Regions from separate parts of the Ovis aries genome. Here region 2 is linked to region 1. Evidence: chromatin contacts called from public Hi-C data. All regions are on one chromosome and are shown on one strand. Each heading gives the region's core, a stretch centred on a gene start, on an enhancer-like site or on the middle of the called end of the contact. The rest is flanking DNA. Distances are from core to core; before and after follow the strand shown.

Evidence for each region. A called contact is a pair of places that touch in the nucleus more often than the background predicts.
Region 2: a Hi-C map of hypothalamus shows a contact between it and region 1, with 5 times the contacts expected there. The contact joins the promoter of SPECC1 here to the enhancer-like site in region 1. A contact is called at or near these places in 11 of 16 Hi-C or Micro-C datasets (blood, hypothalamus, liver and 4 more).

Annotation. Positions count from the first base shown.
Region 1 is chr11:33,417,506-33,420,547 of ARS-UI_Ramb_v3.0, forward strand. All of the region lies in intron 3 of SPECC1 (sperm antigen with calponin homology and coiled-coil domains 1), which reads right to left. Among named protein-coding and RNA genes, the nearest start is that of SPECC1, 71 kb to the right of the region's middle. Within about 2 kb of position 1,311, at least 4 of the 54 cell types and tissues checked have an H3K27ac peak or open chromatin away from gene starts, as enhancers often do. A contact at or near this core is called in hypothalamus, where this site is marked.
Region 2 is chr11:33,488,213-33,491,062 of ARS-UI_Ramb_v3.0, forward strand. SPECC1 (sperm antigen with calponin homology and coiled-coil domains 1) reads right to left here and starts at 1,576. Exons shown (of 15, transcript XM_042256705.2): 1 at 1,518-1,576.

The DNA.
Region 1 (3,042 bases), core at 61-2,560:
AAACCCTGATGACCATGTACCTCTGGGAAGTACAGGTACCCTCAAAGAATCCAAGACTTTATAATAGCAGTACCAAGTTTAAAACCTCCTCACAGTGGCGTCACCCTGGACACTGCAGAAGTTAAAGCTATTCCCTGGTCAGTCAGTGATGGAGGGGTAAAGAAAATGTGGTTTACATACAAGGGAATATTATTCAGCCTTGAAAAGGCTCTCTCCTAGGGCCTGGCCATAGCCTGTGATTGGGTCTCCCTTCCATCCACTAGTCCAGTCTGCACAGCCAGCCAAAACGCTCCTTCTAAAATGAGGTCAAGTCCAGAAGAATGGATAAAGAAGAAGTGGTACACATATACAATAGAATACTACTCAGACATTTAAAAGAATGAAATAATGCCATTTGCAGAGACATGGATGGACTTAGTGTCATACTGAGTGAAATAAGTCAGACAGAGAAGGAGAAATATCGTACGACATCCCTTACATGTAGAATCTTAACGCATGATACAAAACAGAAACAGACTCACAGACTTAGAGAACGAACTTATGGTTGCCAGGGTGGGGGGAAGGGATAGTTAGGGAGTCTGGGATTGATATGTACACACTGCTATATTTAAAATGTATAGCACAGGGAACTCTGCTCAATGTTCTGTGGCAGCCTGGATGGGAGGGGAGTCTGGGGGAGAGTGGATACAGGTATATGTATGACTGAGTCCCTTTGCTGCCCATCTGAAACTAACACAACATCGTTAATTGACTAGTAGCAGTGGTATCCAACTCTTTTGCAATCCCATGGACTGTAGCCCACCAGGCTGCTGTGTCCATGGAATTCTCCAGGCAAGAATACTGGAGTGGCTAGCCATTCCCTCCTCCAGCGGATCTTCCCAGTCTAGGGATCAAACCCAGGCCTCCCGCATTGCAGGCAGATTCTTTACTGTCTGAGCCACCAGTATAGCTACCGTTAACTGGCTATACTGCAATATAAAAATAAGTTAAAAATAAAAAGTAAATAAAATGAGGTTGGGTGAGTCACTCCTCCTTCCCTCAGCCCCCAACCCCAGCTGTCTGCCCTGCACCCCTCCCACTTCGGCTGCAGCCATGTGCCTGCACTGTTCTCGTCCATGTTTGTTCATGGAGCTCCACGGATGGGGGATCTCTGTCCTGCCCCCTGAGGTTGCCCTGTTGCCTAAAATAGTGTCAGACACACAGTAGGCACTCAAAAATGTTTGTTGATCTAATTGCATGAAAGTCAAAAGGACCTCTAGTCAGAGTGGGGGCTCCCAGAACATGAGTCAGTGCGTGGACGAGGCTGCCATCTAGTGTTGGGGCCCCTTGCAGTTTTGGAAAGGGGGTACCTAAAAGGCTTAGCATCTCTTGGGGCCCTGGGATGTGCAGTTAGGGGGTATCAGGGAGGACAGCCATCTACCACCAGGGGCCATCCCATTCTCTAAGCCCATGCCCATCAGTTAAGACCAGATCTGCATCACAGACACTGGAGGGAGAAAAGGAAGAAGCAGGTGTCTGGGCTGGGCTCTGCCACAGAGATGTTATAATACTGATTCGAAATCAGTTGGGAGGAGCAAGTGTTCAGTGTAGAAATGGGCGGGCATGGAGAAGACAAAGTAACACTCGTGTGACCTCCCTGAAGTGTTGTGATCTGGGCGAAACACTGCCTTCTCCTGGAGGCTGTGGTGAGGTTGAGCGAGGCCAAAACCTGGTGCGGGGTGGGGTGGGGGAGGGTACCAGGTAGGGCCGGAACCCCTGCCCCGTCCACACCCCTCCCTGCCTTTCAGTGGTTGCTCTGGGTACTGCGATGGTGACAGGGCCCTGGGGATGCTCGGGCCTGGACATCAGAACCCAGAGACAATCCAGCCCCTTTACCAAGCTCCCCCAGCACCCAGGTTAGACAGCACATTAGCAGCAGTTGCCATCATATGATCAGTACTACCTGAAGAGTGAGCATTTCCTTCTGTGCTAGGTTTGAGGGCTCCTCCCCAAGGACAGATTAATTCCCAGCAAAGGGTACAATACAGGCTGATCACAGGTTTAACTGCTATGAGTTTAAAACCACAACACTGTATAACTGTATAATTGTTTCATGACAGGATCCCTTCCAAAATTAATATACTGGGAAAAAAACAGATTATACCATCCCACGCCATTACCGAAAACATGTCCCAAAGCCAAATGTTGAGGGCCATAAAAAGAATTCTGTCCCCTAAGTGTTTACATATAATTTATAATTACATCTTTCCTTTAGGAGGAAATCAATCACGTACTGCTAGTATTTTCCTTCTTTTCTTTAGTCTCATTTTTGTCTTTACAGCTGAATCTATAGAGAGTGGTGGCGACTCCAGTGAGCTCCTGCTGGGGGTGCCCTTTCTAACAGTGAGTCACCTCCTTGGTACCTCTCAATGGTACTGAGATATTAAAACCCACACTTATTACTAGTGCCAGAGCTCTCATTCCCCTGGTTTTCGTGCACAGAAAATAAAGACAAAGTGTGAGCTGACACTCACAGAACCACCTAACACAACTGCACAATGGCAGGGGTGCTGGCACCTGCAGCAGAGACAGACCTGCTGATGGGTGACCTGCCGGCCAGTGCTCCTAGTGGCTGGTTTGTCAGCTGATGCATGGGTCTGAATTCACAGGAATGGGGCAGACTGGGGATATGTGACCATGTACAAAAGCGCCAGCTGTACAAAAGCTGATATGAAAACATTAAGGACTACCCGCACTTAAAACCCAAAAGCTCCACAGACAAGTGCAATTTTTTAATCTAACTTGATTAAGTCAAAGGATGTAACTTCATTACAATCAAATCTCATTACATTCAGGAATTTGAATGATAACTGTTGGAATACGTTCCAAATAGCCCATCACAGTTTATGAAGCATTCACAGACCTTTGCTATGACATCACTGAGCTGAAGATCTGTATGTATTTCCTCAATGTGAGAATAAGAAAACTAAAGCCCATGGAGTGAGGAAACCAGTAAAACTGGTTTTATGAAGTCTTCCTCTAGAATCCTGAATAAAGGGAACA
Region 2 (2,850 bases), core at 326-2,825, 71 kb after region 1:
ATTCTGCCAGACTTCGGGACCAGATCATTCTGCTTCAGAGCATGAAGAAAACTTTCCCCTCTCCACCACTGAGGACAGCATAACCTTGATTATGTACTCAGACATGGGAGGAGGGTGAAAAAACATAACACCAATTTCTTATCAATACAGATCCCCAAATCCTAAATAAAATGTCAGTATCAAACAACCCATTGGCGACAGAAAAACTAGCAAAATAATCTCCTGTGATGTTAACAATGTCAAGAAGAAAACTACATGGTCATATAAATACATGCTACACAGAAGCATTTTGGGAGGGGGTGGAAATTCACAAAACAGAAACTGACTTAATCTGATAAATCAGATCCTTAATGAGGAAACACTGGCAACATTCCCCTAAAACCAAGCCCAAGACAAAAATGTCCTATTTAATAGTCAAGGCTCTGGAGAGGTGGTCCATAGAAAACAAGAAATGAGTACAAACATCAGAAAGAGACCTCCGTTGTTTAACAGAAAAGATTGTCCATGTACAACAAGCAGACAAATCAACCGGAAAAACGATTAAAACGAACAGACCTCAGAGTGGACGCTCCAGGTCTAGTTTGGGGCACAAATCAAACTTAGTTTGCTTCCAGACTTCGTCCTGCAAAGCTGTTTTCTGGAGAGTAAGGCATCGGGGATGACAGGCTTGCCCCCACCCCCAACCTCGTCTCCCATCTTAAATGAAACAGCATCTTGTTTGAAACTAAACGACAGAAATCTTCTGAAACCAAAATTTGACTTGTGACGACTCAGCGGCGCTTTATCTGCTGCCTGCAGCGCCCGCAGCTGCTGATGGATAAGCGCGTCACGGCGGGCGAAATGCTCCCGATAGAGGGCAAGGGCGAGCAGCCTCTGGGAACGCGTCTCTCCAAGCGAGCAGCGCTCATTATATAAACTTACCTGCTGGCAAACGCAGCGCCCACACCTCAAAAATGAGATATTCAGGGTCCGAATTCCCTTTTTAAAACAGAATTCTAAAACTAACGGCGTTCCCCGGATGCGCGAGGAGGAGGCGTCCCCCTGCGCTCCTGACAGGCTGCGCATCCCGGGCCACCGGGCATCCCAACGGCGCTCGGGTCCAGGTGCGCCACGCCGGCCGGGCCAGCGCAGCGGCGCCCACGGTTCGCAGGGGCCTGGACCCCACGGACCGCCCGCCCCGCCTCGCAGCACCCGGGACAGCTCCCGCGGGGCCGCTCCGGGGGCGCCTCTGGGGCCCCGAGTCCGCGGCGCCGGCCTCTGTCCAGCGCTCCCGGACACCCCCGGCCCGGAGGGGAGGCCAGTCTCCTGCCGCGCCACCTGCGACACGGGTCCGGCCGCCCGAGCTGGACCGTCCGGACGCCGCCTCAGCGAGGGGCAGCCCCGCGACCCGCGCCGGACCCTGCACCCCGAACCCCGCACCCCGGACCCCCATTCCGGACCTAGACCCGGACCCGCAGCCCGAGATGACCACGCGGCTCAGACGCGAGGCGAGAGTGGTCGGCGCCGCCCCCACTCACCCGCCAGCTCCGCTCCGCAGCCAGCAGCCGCCGCGGCTCCCGCGCTCCCTCACGGACTTCCCGAGGGGCCCCCGCCGCCGAGCGACGCCCCGAGCCGCCTGCAGGGGGCGCGCGCGAGCCGCGCGGGGGCACGCTGGGAGTTGTAGTCCCGCGGCCCTGCGCCGTCTCCCGCCCACGCGGTGCCTAGACCGCTAAGCGTGGTACCGGATCCGCAAAGCTCGGCACTCGGACCGCAAAGCGCGGTGCCTGAACCACAGAGCTCGGTACCCGGCCGACCAGCGCGGTGCCTGGACCTCAAAGCTCGATAGCCTAACCACAGAGCTCGGTACTAGGACCGTTCAGCGCGGTACCCGAACCGCCCAGCTGGTACCTGGACCGCCAAGCGTGGTAGCCGACCAGCAGTTTTAGCATCTCGGGAGGACCTGGTTGGAAACTCAAACGCCCCCTCGCCGCGGCTCCATAGGATTTGCTGCATTAAAAACTCTGGGGGTGGGGCCCAGCAATCTGCCTTTTGCAAGCCCTTCAATTGATTCTTAAGTTCCCTTAAGTTTGAGAACATCTGCTCTAAGTCCCACGCACCCACTCTTCTCCAAGGGACCTCATCTCACCTGTGGCATCAGGTACATATATATATACACACACACTGGTCCATCCCAGGTGCACTGGTGGCCCAGGCCACCCCTCTCACTCCAGCCCTCAACTATCAGTGTCCACCCAACGTCTCCTCGAGGATGCCTCTGAAAAGCCAAAACTCAACAGGGTCAACACCACACTCACACTGCCTCCATCTGGTTCTGCTCCAGTGAGCCTCATGTACACTGCATTTGTCCACTGGGAAGTCATCTGAGACCTTAGTGGAAGCTTCAGGAGCCGAATGGCAGGTCCCTGAATCATTCTTGAGGGAGGGAAGATGGAAAGAAGAGAAAGAAATGAAGCCGGGAAAATGCCAACCCCTCAACATGTGGAGGGAACAGAAGGACAGGTGCTGCCTTAGGGATTCCCTGGAAGTGTTGTTGAAGGAGGGTTGTTTGAAGAGGTTTAAGTATTTATGAAAAGAATCCAGTTAAGATGGAGCTGTGGGCTACACAGGAAAGGAAAAGAGATTTCACACATATGATGCCTAAGAAGTTGTATGTATGCGTTGGGGCAGGTGGAGTCTCAGCATCAGTAGGGAAACGAGCCAGGACTAGGAGTTCTCAGGGGCCGTATGTCCCCCACCCCCACCTCCCCACCCAGAACTTGGAGATGGCTGGACACATTGTGGTTTTCACACTTGGGGGAGGGGCACTGCTATCTAGTGGGTAGAGGCCCCTGATGCTGCAACATATAATGT